Linked DNA regions of Gasterosteus aculeatus: region 1 is linked to region 2. A link is a contact called in public Hi-C data. All regions are on one chromosome and are shown on one strand. Each heading gives the region's core, a stretch centred on a gene start, on an enhancer-like site or on the middle of the called end of the contact. The rest is flanking DNA. Distances are from core to core; before and after follow the strand shown.

Region 1 (7,606 bases), core at 627-3,126, 39 kb after region 2:
ATAGCTGTTGGCCTCGATGAAATGGGGCCGCACCTTGCACTTAGCTGCATGAGAGGCTCAAGGCTGTGATTACAGAACAAGAGCGAAAGAGGTCGAGAGGAAAGAGGAGGTCGAGGACATCGTCCAGTTTGATACTGTTTGGAGGTGGAGTCAAATGAAGCGGATACATTAGTTTGGTTGCATGACTTCATGAAGCTATAATTAAGGCTTTGCCATAGCCAGAGATTCATCAGCAAAGCGCTACATCCACTGCAGGTGAAGATGAGGAGTGTTTGAGTCAGCGGTAAGCGTCGACAGACAACAAAAGGGAAGAGTATTACTCACCTCCTCTCGTATCCCATGCACCACGACTGGGCGGCACAGCCTTGCTTCCACACTTTAACCATGCGTGTGAAGGCCTGCACACACGGCTGCCTCTGGGCGACCAGCGTCACCTCCCTCTCCACGCACACATTGGGCCTGAAACAAAAGCAGCGGTGAAAATACTTAGTGTCAAAATGTTTTACAGATTTACAGACGGCAGCGGGACAATTTATGAAGGCTGTGGGATGCGCTGCAGCAATGATAGATGGACGGAGCTTACAAGGCCTTCCTGCCTGTGCCGAGATGTAAGGCCGATTGGGAGGTCTGGCTTTGGTATATTCAAAGACTCATGGGAAATTCCTCAGACATTATCTATCAGAACTCAGAGCTGCTACCTGTAGATTAACCACGACTCTTCACATTTGAAACCTTTACCTGAAAGCCATTTTGCATTGACGTGAAACTGGCACAGATTTGTTGTTTCATGTTTATCTCCAAATACACCATTTTTCAGACAATTCACGCAAAGACATTTACAGTGTTCCCACTGGACATACATGCATGTTTTCACTCGTTTTCGCCCCCTGGTAAAACACGAGAAGACTTTCTAATTGTGCTGTTTTGTCCCCCTCGCGCAAAGCGCTTCTACAGGCGGACCTGCCACTGATGTCTTCGTACCTTGTACAAAAATAAAGCGCAACATGATCTTTGAGACATTTACTGCGTCGGCAACCCTCCAGCGTCAGACAGGAGGCTCCGCATACAGAGATCAGCAGGAATCTAAAAAACATCCATCTGCTCGTCTCATAAACAATAGTATTCACATTCACTTTACATAACTGAAAGACCTCGTTGTAAGTGGCAGTTAACCACAGACAATATTGTCTCACATAATTCACTGCTTAATATTTAGAGGTTTAAACACTTTGAGGGGCTTCAAACTAACTTTGATAGAGTTAGGAATGCAGCACAGACCATCAACATAGAGCTGATATATAATCACGTTAATTACAGTGTGACTTTGCCAATAAAGGTCTTGATGAGAGTGCACAACAATTTTAATCATCCCGCTTTTATAGCTCAACCAGCTGCTTTCAACACCTCAGCAAAACTTAGTTCTCTGCCTCTGGGTCAGTTTTGTGTTTTTTGAAAAAGCAGGTGAATGAGCAAGTCAAATTTAGGAAATTTGATGCTGAAAAATTGTTTTAACAAAAAAAAAAAAAAAAGTAGACATCCTTGGATAATATTTTAAAAGTTAACAGAAAATAATCAGCAATACATGACAAAAGATTACTCACATATACGGTTGGAGATTGTTGGTGATGCCATAACTCAATGCATGAGCCTCTATAATAAATATTAGGAAAAAATGAAAAACACTATCCATGTTTCTGGATCGAGGTTTCAATAAGTGAATTATAACTAAAAAAAATCCAAGCGCTCACTGGGAGAAACTTAAAACGCGCACAAAGGTTCTTCCGCGTGGAAATGATCTGTACTTTCCCAAAAACGACCCAGCCATCACGTGCGGTGTGTTTTCTCGCTTTCCGCAGGTGTGTGCGTGCGTGCGTCTGTGCGCGAGTGGGACACGGACTGAAAAAGTGCAGCGGACGCTCCGGACCGACGGGCACAGAGTCGCCGAGGCTGCGCGCGGTCTGCCTCCCTCCATTGACTTCGTAATGATGGCAGCGGTTTGGTAGGGGGAGGATGGAAAGGATGTCATTTATTATTCAGAGCTTCTGAATCACACACGCACACACCCCAAGACAGACTGCTGCTGCTGCTCTCCAAACAACGGCTTCATTACGCGCATGTGTGTTCATGACCCCGGAGGGTCCCGGGTCACCGCTGTCCGCGCAGCTCCGAGGGTACCAGCTCCGCGGCATCCTGTTCGAATTAGATGAGACGCTCTTAAGACCCATCAGAGCTCATCTGACAAATGTGTGGCCGAGGAACGTTTTTCTCGAAACAAAAAGTCGTGTTTTGATAACCACATGCATTTGTTTGTCCAGTCAGGGCGCTCCACAAATATATATTTAAGCTGTTTGAATCTTACGGTAAAGTGTGGAAAAAATAAAAGGTCCCGCATATTCACCCGTATATGCACTGATGTCTTAGGTACCCATCGAGTACGAATAGAAGACAACATGCAGCCTCGTTATGCCCTACCGGTGATAAATGAGTGTTTGGCAATTATAGTGCGTTGAATATTTATAAATTATTTTGGTGAGATATTTATATATATATTTTTTAATCAGATCAACCTTCTATTGAGGCCTCGTTGTACAGCAGCATTCGTCAAAGCCTACTTTTAATACCTTTAATATTTAAGCCACTTTTATGGTTACATGCTGGACATTCGTAAACAAGTGTGTTCACTTATGAATGTGATCAAAGCTATTGAACTATTCTACTGAAAATACATAGTTTTCTTGGTCTCTGATGGTTCCCTAAGGATTCATGTTAATGGTTCTATATCCATGATATACTGAAATAAATAACTACACACGTAAATGTTTACATCCCAATATTAGTTTGTCTTGTCTGCACATTGGTGGATGCAGGATTGACCGATGAGCGTAGTTTGTAGCATTGTGTGGGGATTTGCCGCCACCTTGCGGTTAAAGTGCAGAGCCGCGTGCTGCAACTGATATAACGTCACATGCAACAGAGACTTCAACAAATGTCAGCCGACGTGTCCATAACAACCGGAAGTGGTCGCAGAAAGCGCACTTTGGACAGACCGAACTACCGTAAAGCAAACAAGCCAAATATGCAGCGTTTTGTAATTTGGCACATGTTACGTTTTAACCGAGTTGGGTGATTTTGCGACGCTCCCATAACTCCCGCTTCCAGCGACCTTTAACCCCTCTCCGGGACGCACGCCATACGCTGCCTCGTAGCATGCAGCGGGTAATAACGGGAAGACTTTGCGCACTTGGAAGGTGTCTCACTTTTAAAGACGCGCTCACACAATCGCGGGGGTCAGGGGCTCCTCGGAGAAACATGTCGTCGTCTTCGTCTTCTTTTCAAACCAAGCGGCCGGTGTCCTTGCTGGGCACGATGGCTTTCGGCGGGCGAGCTGACGCCGAGCAGAGTTTGCAGATGGTGAGGACTTTCCTGGACAGGGGACACAGCCGGGTGGACACGGCCATCATGTACATGGACGGGAAGTCAGAGGCGATCATAGGGGGCATGAATCTCCCTAAAACAGGTATATCAGACGCACGCATGTTCGCGATGATTCTGTGCCCCAAAACCCAACGCCTGGACTCACCGGCTGTTGCTCATTAGCTAATTAGATGAATATGTAGTGGACGCCAGCTTGGAATTCTGGGTAGGAAAAAGGGGCCAAAAGTGATCCTTATTTGAGGAAAACACGTTTTAATGTGTGCTCATTGTATTTATAAGGGACCACGTACAATATGTAAGACATGTGCTACCATTTGATTTACTAAAGTAATGTTTCTATATACTTAAGTACAATTTGGAGGTATTTGTAGTTGGCCACATCACTCCACTGCATTTGTCTGATAATTTGAGTTACTTTCCCAATTCAGATTAGGAATACAGAATAAACCACAAATAAATTGATGATGTAATACAATTGTTTACGATTAAACTTAATCGACTCCTGTAGAGAGATCCACAAGATTCCCACCTCTACACTGCGTTAACACTACGTGTACCTAAGTAAAATATCTAAGATTAGCTAGTTTTAATTTGTTGTGAATCAATGCCACATTTGTAATTTGTTGTTTCTGTGCGACAGTAAGCATAGCGACCAAGGCCAACCCCTGGGAAGGGAAGACGCTGAAGCCGGAGAGCGTGCGTTCTCAGCTGGAAACCTCGCTTCAGAGCCTGCGGACTGATTGTGTGGACCTTTTCTACCTCCACGCCCCTGACCACCTAAACCCGATCCAGGACACCCTCAGGGCCTGCAATGAACTCCACAAGGAGGCAAAGAGACTAGATGGCTTACGCTCTATGAGTTGCATATATTTCTAACATACTGAATCATTTTTCGTTCCATTTTTAATTCAATGTGGAACTGTCGCCCTCAGGGGAAATTCAAAGAGTTTGGTCTTTCAAACTATACATCGTGGGAAGTGTCCGAGATTGCCAGCATCTGTAGACACAACAACTGGATTGTTCCCTCTGTGTATCAGGTATTTCCGTATAAAAAAAGAAAAAATCATGATTAATATCTGATCACCCCAAAATGTATGTCAACGGTGAATTCTTAAGTGTAAGTGAAATACCGTTCGTTGACATGCGCTCATCTGGCCCAGAAATTCATTCTTTTCTGATTGAGCGGACTGATCTTTTGTGCAAATGCTTGTTCAGAATTGCTGTAGTTTTTTTGGCGGAGATTGATCATTGTTGACTGTCCTTTATTTAATTGAAACCTTTGACTGATTTCCGTGCACTAAACCTTTCACAGGGGATGTACAACGCCACCACGAGACAGGTAGAGACCGAGCTGCTTCCATGTCTGAGATACTATGGAATGAGATTCTACGCGTACAATCCTCTGGCAGGTGCATATCTCCCGTCCTGACAATCACTAAAAGTAGATACTTAGTGGGTGATAAATTATGCAAAAAAGGTGAATACTTATGATTAATACAATACTACTGTAATACTGAGTCAGACACCACCAGAAGGTTGACATTAGAGGTTTTGAGGGAAACGCCTTAACTATACAGACTGAAAGATTTGGTACTGTATTCATTATATTCAGCCTGGGAATACTTGACTTTTTGTCCAGCACCATGTTAGCATGCTAACATTAGCATTTACTGTATTGCTCAAAGCGTCCCTGTGCCTTTGTCAGAGCTGCTACCATAACTGCAGTGTTCTTGAGCAAGTGACAATATTGAGTGCATAAATAGCAGAATCATTGATCATTTTAACTTGAATTCTGACAATATTATTTCTCCTCTGCAGGTGGCCTTCTGACAGGAAAGTACCATTACCAAGATAAAGATGGTTCCCAGCCTGCAGGACGATTCTTTGGCAACAACTGGGCTGCAGCATACAGGGACAGGTGAACGCCCAGCTGGTTGCACTTGAGATTTTCCCAACCACTCCTTACATTGGAGGGATTCATCTACTGATGAACTGAAAGCAATTGTGCCTGTCGTCTTCTCGGTCAGATACTGGAAGCAGAGTCACTTTGAGGCAATAGGCTTGGTACTGGACACTTTGGAGACCGCGTACGGCTCAGAGAAACCCTCCTTGACCTCTGCTGCCATGCGCTGGATGTACCATCACTCCCAACTTAAGGTACCCGTCGTAAATAGCTCACTGCAGTGACTTACCTGCTGATTGTAGCCGTATATTGGCACTTGTTAACACCCAGATCATCGTTCCTTTTTTCATCTGAAAGGGCCTGGTCAGTTGTAGTGTATTTATCCTCAACACTAGTCAATGGCTGAATTTGGTGCTTACAGTAGCTGGATGTTCTACATGTTTTCCTCTTTGCTATGTCAGGGGGATCTGGGTGATGGAGTGATCATTGGCATGTCAAGTATGGAGCAACTTCAGCAGAACTTGGCCGCGGCCGAGGAGGGTCCTCTGGATGAGAGAGTGGTCTCCTCATTCAACAAGGCTTGGGATCTTGTAGCCCACGAGTGTCCAAACTACTTCCGCTGAAGAGCCAAACGCTGCCAGTTCCTTTAAATGTATAGAGAAATCTGCTAAAGACATTTCACTTACATCCCCAATACCCTTTTCTTGAAAATCACAAATATGAATCAGTAGACCAGTAGATATTCATGCCAACAGCACTTCATTGGAAATGTACAAATGTAAAAATGAAAACTTTGAACATGTTTCAGGGAGTCTGGCTGCATTTACTGTCACATTAAAATATTAGATCAATTTTCTTGCAACGTTGTTTTTCCCCCTCGTACACTTAAAACTGGTTGGGTGGGTTTAACACATGAGAATGTGCCAATTTATTTTGGCTGAATGTAAATAAACCAAAAAACATTGTTTATCAAAACAGGTGACATTCATATAAGGAACATGTACGATTTTTTGACCACCATTTACTGAACAACTCAGTCCAAAGCTATACAGGAGCGAGATGATTGAGTCCAGGACAGCACTGGCAGTCGGGGGGGTTCCACATCAATGTCCCTCTGCCGTTGAAGGCCGGAAGAAAACACTTCTGCCCTTGCAGATGTTTCACTCTGCATCATCTTCGTCATCATCGTCGTCGTCCTGCATGGGCTCTTCCCCACCAGCAACGTTCTCAAACTCGCCCGTTTCAGAGTTCCACATACACTTGATCTGCACCTTGAATTCTGCCATCTCGATGCCGAAGAGTTTCTACGGAGCCAATTTGAAGAGGTCAGACAAATGCAACACAGCGCTGGGTGTCAGTTTAAAATGGTTTGTAGTCATTCAAGAACTCACCAGAACACGAGCCTGCTCAGGAGTAAGCACATCTCCTTTCTTACAGACCGAATGCTCCTTCAGCAGTGTCACCACTCCTTTTGAACAGCACATGATAGAAAATGGGATTCAACATCCAATTGGATTTTCTTTTAAACGTCCTGTTAAAGGGTCAATGGAAATACGGGAGTTTCCTTTGTTGCACTGAAACATGTTTAAAGTATAAGGCTGCCCGGGGCCAACAAAGCAAGTTACTTTGCATACATTTACAATGTCCCTATACACTCAAAGACTTGACAGAAACATTTGGGAACCACTGCCCTAAGAATCATTGCAATGGACCAAGTGGGAAGTCAAAAAACAAAGAAATTGACTTTTACCTTGCTGGTTTTGGTCTTTAAGTGGGATTTGTTGACAAGAGAAATGGATAATAATGCCAGTCATTTTATTTACCTTTCTTGAGAGCAGTCGGAAGTCCTAGTTGTCTCAACTGGGGCTCCATCGAGTGAGGAAACTGTTCGAGGGGTCCCTCATCCAGAGTAGTGTCCATCTGTGCACGGTTGCCTGCTCTTGCATAATCCATCTCTTTGAAATTATCAAAATACCTACGGATAGAGAACACCTTTTAGATAACCAATTATTTGGAGAATAACTGAAGTGTCAGTGCATTAGCGAGGCTCAACTTACTCTTGCACCTCTTCCTTTGTTTTATTAGTGAATAGCAGTCCCACTTCTCCTTGTAGATACTTGCTGACCTGGATGTTATCAACAGGCAGTCCAGATGTATTTATTTGCAACAGAATTACATTTTCTGGCATATGATCACATCTAGGATCTCACATACCTTGTGCAAATTATCTTTGTATTCGTCCGTATCTCGTTTACCCAGGGCAACTGC
Region 2 (6,665 bases), core at 2,472-4,971:
TCGCTGTTTGTAGAATATGTAGAAGACAAATAAAAAACCACGGAAACACAACGAATCTTTCCGGCCAGCTACTAAGGCGCCGTGGGATTAAACAACGCCGACAGTCAGGACCTCAGGCAGCGTTACCGCTGCAGCAGCAGCAGGTAACTCAGCTCTGCAGACACCTCAGGCCTCGCCAGCACCAAACTCAACATCACAGTAACAATTGCCAAGTTTATCTGTAAAGACGTGCGACCCTACAATGTGGTTGAAAATCCGGGGTTCTGTGAACTGATCCAAACATTGTGTAATTATTGTGAGAAATATATAGTGAGAAACAAGCTATGAAAGTGTGTCTCACCTTTATTGCAGTGTGAACCGGTCCAACCCAAACTGCACGTACAGCCCCCGGTCACAGAGTCACACACGCCGCCATTACTGCAGTTACAGCGTTCAATGCAGTCTGCCCCAAACCAGCCTGGAAGGCAACCTAAAGATGAAAAATACTCTCATCACTGAAGCCAAACAAAGCAAAAAAAAGAAATGTTGCTTTTCTTGTAACTACAGACTATTGGCAGCTACTTTATTTCTTAAGAAGGAACCATTAGCTGGCCTGATACAGACAAAATCGCACAACCTTTATAGTCCAAATGACCCAAAACCCCGAGACGAAAAGAGACGATTACATCACATCTTTTCAGAAATAATGTTTTTTCAGACTCAGAGGTAAATAGGTGAGATATAAAACAAACAATGTTCCAAATGTTAGAGGGCATTTAAGGTTTGTTCACTGACATTCAAGGTGTTCTTTAAAACTGCAAATAATATGTGACTGATGTTTGAAGCCATTTCTAAAGTACATCCAGTCAGATGCTGTTGACGTTATGTGAAGTTTTTGAATTCTTGTGGGTGTGAAGATTTAAATTCCTTCAAAAATCTGCTCTAGTCACAAGAGTAATGGAACCAGTGATCCGCTGTTTGGGACCCTCACACTTTGATTGTGGAGACGGTAAAAAAAAGCAGTAAATGATCAAACTGTATCAAGTGTACCGACCGTGTGCACAGTCGCTTCCTCTTCGACCGGCGACGCACTTGCAGCGACCGGTGACGGGGTCATTCTGGGCACCGTCTCCGCACAGCTCCACCCGAGCACAGTTCACTCCGTACCGCCCGGCCGGACACGCTGTCACCATGGAGACACACACCGGACACTTGTCATCTCATGCCAACAATGTACTTCCACCACCAATACTGCGTTTTAGATGGACTCACTGATGTTGCAGCTCGCTCCTATAAAACCGGCTGGACAATCACAGGCTCCAGTGGACGGAATGCACCTCCCTCCATTCTCACACTGGCACTCGCTTTCACAGTTTAGGCCGTAACGACCCTTTCGACAAACTGAAAAAAGGAGTAAAAAAAGAATTAGCACTTTTAGAAGGCCTCTGCCTCGCTGCGATGCGATATGTCTGCAGGATATAAAAGGCACTATTTGCTGTACTTTGGTCACATCTGCGGCCGTGGAAACCTGGAGCGCAGTAGCATAACCCGGACACCGGGTGGCAGAGCTGGTTTGTCTCCGAGCACCGGCAAACCTGATTACAGTTCTGTCCAAATGTTCCTGGGAGACAAGCTGGGAGAGGAACCGGTTGATAGAGATCACTTTATAAAACCTGCAACACTTCTTCATTTCCCAAATGGCCGGGAGGCAGAAGAGGATCCTGCAGCACTCACTCTGCTCACAGCCATTTCCCTTGAATCCGGGAGGACAGCCGCAGTCTCCAGAGACGTGGTGGCAGGACGTGCCCTGAGCACAGGCGCAGTGGTGCATGCAGCCCTCTCCGAACATACCCGGTAAACATGCTGACGGAAAGTCAAAGGAACACAAGATGTGTGAAGTTGGAATTTAGTTAAATGTGCAGAGTGTCTTACCAATCTAAATTTGAAGGACAAACTCTGGTAGAGCAGAAGCGTCAATAGCCTGTCGCCAACTGTCGGTTTGCACCTTTATCGCAGAGTTTTCCTCTCCAGCCCGGCAGGCACCGACACGCTCCAGTGACGTGATGACATGAATCCCCGTGCACACACCGACACCGCTCCTCACAGCCGGCGCCGAACAGGCCCGCTTCACATGCTGAGCGAAGGAGGTGCAAATCAGAGGTTAAAAACGGACAAAAATACAGCAGTTCCCACAAGATCAAAGTTTCGGTCTGTTAATTTGTTTTTTTGCTGGGATCACTCAGCAGAGACCCACCTCTCTCGCAGCGCCCTCCGACCCAGCCGCCGCTGCAGCTGCAGCGTCCGGTCAGCGCGTCGCACTGGCCGCCGTTCTCACATTCACACTGCTGCTGGCAGTCCCTCCCGAACCGGCCCGCCACACACTCTGTGTACACATACAGCAGCGCGCACAAGCACAGAAAGAGAAACAAAACAGAGACGTCATGGTGTGAACCTCCGTGTGTTTATAGTATCGAGTAGGGAAATCAAGTTAGTAGCCGCAGAGTTTAGAAGCATTCCAGCGACGAGATCTGAGGCCTTCCTGAGCATGAGGGGGGGGGCGGTGGGGGGCCTCGATGGGGAAAAGTTGAAACAGGCACAGAGGGAGGATGGAGTGTGATATGGAGCTCAGACGGAAAACGAGCTGGAATGTCATCGGCGGGTCGGCAGAGATTCTTACGCTAGAGACGCGTCCGCGCTCCAGAAACTAACTCTGCCGGCAAATAACAAGGCGAACTCGAGAACGTGATGCTATTCTTCTGCGTGGCAGTAAAAGGAAACAACAATCATTATGGCTGATGAGGCTGAACATCAAGACAAGTGATCATATTAATATTGATAACAAATGTTTAGAAATGAGCCTATAAGCGTGTTCCGATTTGTCCGTCCTGTTTATAAGAATCATCATCTAATAATTCTTGTTAGATGTTGTGGTTGTTGTAGCTACTGACATTTATTACATTTGTGATATTTGAATAAATAAAGAGTTTAGCTTAGTAAAAGATGTTTGTTGTCAACTGTTTTCTTCAACTAACTAAACCCAAGTGTGTCTCTCAGGTTGGTACAGAGAACGTACGAGTACCTTGAACAGGGTCTTTTTTTTTTGTCAAAGTTGCTAAACACAAGCTCAAAGCCTTACGCGTTTTTAACAGTTAGCCAGACTTACTGGGAATTGAAAACAATAACTGGTCTAAAACAGACAACTTCCGCTTTGACCTACACAACGTGTTGCACATGCAAACGGTTTTGAGCCCGTTTACGACCTATCAAGTCATCTCCGGTTTCTGGCCCCAAAAAAATGTTAGCTGATCCGAGTTTGTCATTTTAAATAGAAGCCACATGTACAAAAATGAGATCCAAGTTGTAATAAAGGAGACTCTTCCTTAAAATGATTAATCTTCAGGTGGTTTTGCAACGACATCCATGGAGACTCACATCATCTGTGACTCTTACCGAGTTCGCAGGCTGTGCCCGTCCATCCACTGGCACATGAACACTTCCCAGTGCTCTTGTTACAGGTGGCTCCATTCTGACACAGGCAGCGCTGCTGACAGTCTCCTCCGTAAAACCCTGGAGGGCATTCTAGGAAAAAAGACGCAAGAGGACATAAGACATAAGGGTGCACCCTTATTTACCCATCATAGAAGATCCACACACCTTCTGTGCAGTTGGGTCCGGTCCAGCCGGGCGTGCACACACACTGCCCACTGGCCGGGTGGCAGATGCCATCGTTGCGGCAGCTACAGGTTTGGTTACATCCTTCCCCATAGAAACCGGTTGGGCACGCTGCCAGGAGAGGGACAAACAATATCACAACCCCGTGGTGAACTTTGCTGATCAAAAGTGGAAATTCCAGTGTCTGGTAAGCGATACGGGGAAAAGCATGGGGAACACGGAGTCGGCGCTTTCTCATGTGCTGCTCAACTGGGTTTCCCCAAATAACAGACCTGCAGCGAGTTTTTGTTTAACTGCAAATCCCGTAACAAAGATGTCCTTAGTGCTTTGATGCTGCACACTGGAGTGAGTGAGTTGTGGAGTCAACTCACTCAGGTCGCAGGAGGAGCCGATCCAGCCGGCAGGACAGGAACAAACTCCGCTGACGTGGTCGCAGCTGCCGCCATTTAGACAGGAACATTTCTCCTGGCAGTCCAGTCCGTAGAAACCCGGAGGACAAGCTGAAAGACACAGACGACCCCTTACTGGCATGCATATCTAGTAGATGTGGTATATTCGGCGTTGTGAAGGGAAGGAGAGGCTCTTACGCTTTTCACAGAAGGTTCCAGTCCATCCCACCTGGCAGGTGCAAGCGCCGCTCACATGGTCGCACAACGCATTGTTGTCACACTGACAACGACGGCGACAGCCCAGACCGAACATACCTGCAGGGCACTCTGAGGAAATATCAAACACACACCTTAGACAGTGAGACGAGTGATATGTATGTCATGTTTTATAAAAGGTTGGTTTTAAAATGACAGGATCCAACAATATAAAATATGTATTGGACAAACTATTTGTATCTATTTAGGATGTTAAATGATTTATTTTGTACCATCTGGTGGTAGCACTGGTAATGAAACTTTGCAGAATGATTGCAACACAAACTCCCGCTGAATGAATATGCTCACAGCAATGAATACTCCCGACAGATTTTCCATCTGAGAAAGCCAAAACACCATTCACTCATTTAAAAAAAAAGATATTTCAATCCTGAAATTCTCCTTTCAGACTGAAAGTGACAGTGATTTGGTTTTGTCACAAAACATGCACGTCAATAAGACTTTCTGGTGTGCAAGAACTTTAAAGTAGGTTTCTTCCAAACAAAAACATGAATTATTTAATACATAAATAAAGGAAATATATACACATTAATATATAACTACATACTCTGGTGGCAGCGTGTTCCAGTGTAACCAGCCTCACAGTTGCACTGGCCCGTCACGCCGTCGCAGCTGCCGTCTCCGTTCCTGCAGTCACATGTTTCTGCACAGTCCTCCCCCCAATGTCCTGCATCGCAGCCTGCAACACAAAAGTCCCGTTTGAGTGTCACACATGACAAAAAGCGCTAACAAATGCCGTCTAGCGCCGCTACCTTTCCTGCAGTTGTGTCCAGTCCAGCCAGGAGCGCATGTGCACCGCCCGGCCACCGGATCACAGCGAGCGTTATTCTCACACACACACTTCATTTGGCACGCTTGGCCGAAACGTCCACTCGGGCACGCTGCACAATGAAAATACAAAGCATAAATTCTACTAGAACAAACTTCGCCGGTAGAATGTAAGCAGAGCAAGTTCCCACGACTCATTGTTCTGGGATTCACGACTAAATGAGGCTTTCAGATCCAGTGGTTGTTTGAAATTCTATTTGTTCTTCCCAGTGAATTATAATCGGAGGTGGTTTTCAACATCTGGAGGATTTTAGCCAACGCACTGGGAGAAAAACTGTTCCTTTTTCCTATTTTATGTCCAAGATCAAGCACCACTGAACGATTTCCATTTTCACTGTGCTGCCATTCTGCTCAGCCGGTGGACCGTTAAATGCATCGAGCTGTGGAAACCAACACGCACGCTGCGGATACTCACAGTTCTGGCACAATCTGCCCATTAACCCCGAAGGGCAGTTACACGACCCGTTGTGTTTGTCGCACACGCCGCCGTTCTCACAAGCAGGGCAGGTTTCTGTGCACCCTGAACCCCAAAAACCATCGGGGCACACTGTGGAAAGAGGATTCCTACTTTTACCAATTTCATCATATAAAAACAAGTGTGTGGTTGTTGTGGATACTCAAAAGTCCTTCCGCACTCACAGTTCTCACAGCGCTTTCCTGCCGTCCCCGCGGGACACTTGCATCGTCCCGACACTTTGTCACATGGGGAGCCTGTGCAGTTGCAGGGATGGACGCAGCCAGCTCCAAACCTCCCCACTGGACAGTCTGACACAGGACACACAGGAGTCAACATGGGAGGACACAAACATAGCCAGGGGACAACTAGTCCTCTGTCGGGCCACCTACCCTGATCACAGTTTTCTCCGTGACGACCAGGAGGGCATTTTCGTTGGCACGCTCCAGTGACGTGATCACATGACACTCCGAGTGGACAAGAGCACTTTTTCGCACAACCGGCTCCGTAAGTACCCGGCTTGCACTCTAGAGACAGGACAAGTGTTCAGAGGACAGGTCATCATGGTGGGACAACTTGTATACCACGAGAATGGAAACGATCCTCCTGTTCTTAAAATAAGGGGCTCAACAATCTTCAACATTTTTCTGTCTTTATTTAGAAGGGAGATTTTACCCCCTTTACTGATTATATCAGAAAGCAAATTTTGCAAAGCTTTTCTTAAAACAACATCCACCATTGTTGTCTGTGCTGTTGTTGTCTGTGTTGTTGTCTTTGAACAGTAATAGGACCAAAGAACAGAAAGCACCCTGCAGTACACATATGCAAGGTGTGCTGATGAGTCATTGATGATCTTTGTGACAGTGTGCTCACCTTCCTCACAGGTGTTGCCCTGGTAACCCGATTTACAAACACATGTGCCGTGGCGGCGGTGACACTGTAGAGTGTTTTGCTGGACACATTGACACTCGTCAGAGCAGCCGGGACCGAAGGTCCACTTTGGACAAGCTGAGGGACAATAAACAAGGAGAAGATGACTGATGACGGTTTAATTACATATGGATACT

The links. Hi-C and Micro-C count contacts between places; a contact is called where the count stands out from the background.
Region 1: a contact with region 2 is called in a Hi-C map of skeletal muscle, with 5 times the contacts expected there. The contact joins the promoter of akr7a3 here to the enhancer-like site in region 2. A contact is called at or near these places in 3 of 6 Hi-C or Micro-C datasets (skeletal muscle and whole body).

The regions. Positions count from the first base shown.
Region 1 is chr17:7,547,467-7,555,072 of fGasAcu3.hap1.1, forward strand. It overlaps akr7a3 (aldo-keto reductase family 7, member A3 (aflatoxin aldehyde reductase)), which reads left to right and starts at 1,877. Exons shown (of 7, transcript XM_040204293.2): 1 at 1,877-3,517; 2 at 4,076-4,263; 3 at 4,368-4,472; 4 at 4,748-4,844; 5 at 5,254-5,353; 6 at 5,463-5,592; 7 at 5,800-6,189. The coding sequence starts at 3,208. The coding sequence ends at 5,961. megf6b (multiple EGF-like-domains 6b) reads right to left here and starts at 2,002. Exons shown (of 37, transcript XM_078091867.1): 1 at 1,602-2,002; 2 at 325-459. The coding sequence starts at 1,690. It overlaps mrto4 (MRT4 homolog, ribosome maturation factor), which reads right to left. Exons shown (of 9, transcript XM_040204294.2): 5 at 7,553-7,606; 6 at 7,396-7,463; 7 at 7,162-7,313; 8 at 6,730-6,806; 9 at 6,081-6,642. The coding sequence ends at 6,499.
Region 2 is chr17:7,506,625-7,513,289 of fGasAcu3.hap1.1, forward strand. It overlaps megf6b (multiple EGF-like-domains 6b), which reads right to left. Exons shown (of 37, transcript XM_078091867.1): 17 at 6,472-6,606; 18 at 5,991-6,125; 19 at 5,784-5,909; 20 at 5,560-5,691; 21 at 4,864-4,995; 22 at 4,239-4,367; 23 at 4,023-4,151; 24 at 3,634-3,762; 25 at 3,430-3,558; 26 at 2,234-2,362; 27 at 1,985-2,113; 28 at 1,714-1,842; 29 at 1,481-1,612; 30 at 1,252-1,380; 2 more. Among protein-coding and RNA genes, the nearest start is that of akr7a3, 39 kb to the right of the region's middle. Within about 2 kb of position 3,722, at least 3 of the 9 cell types and tissues checked have open chromatin away from gene starts, as enhancers often do.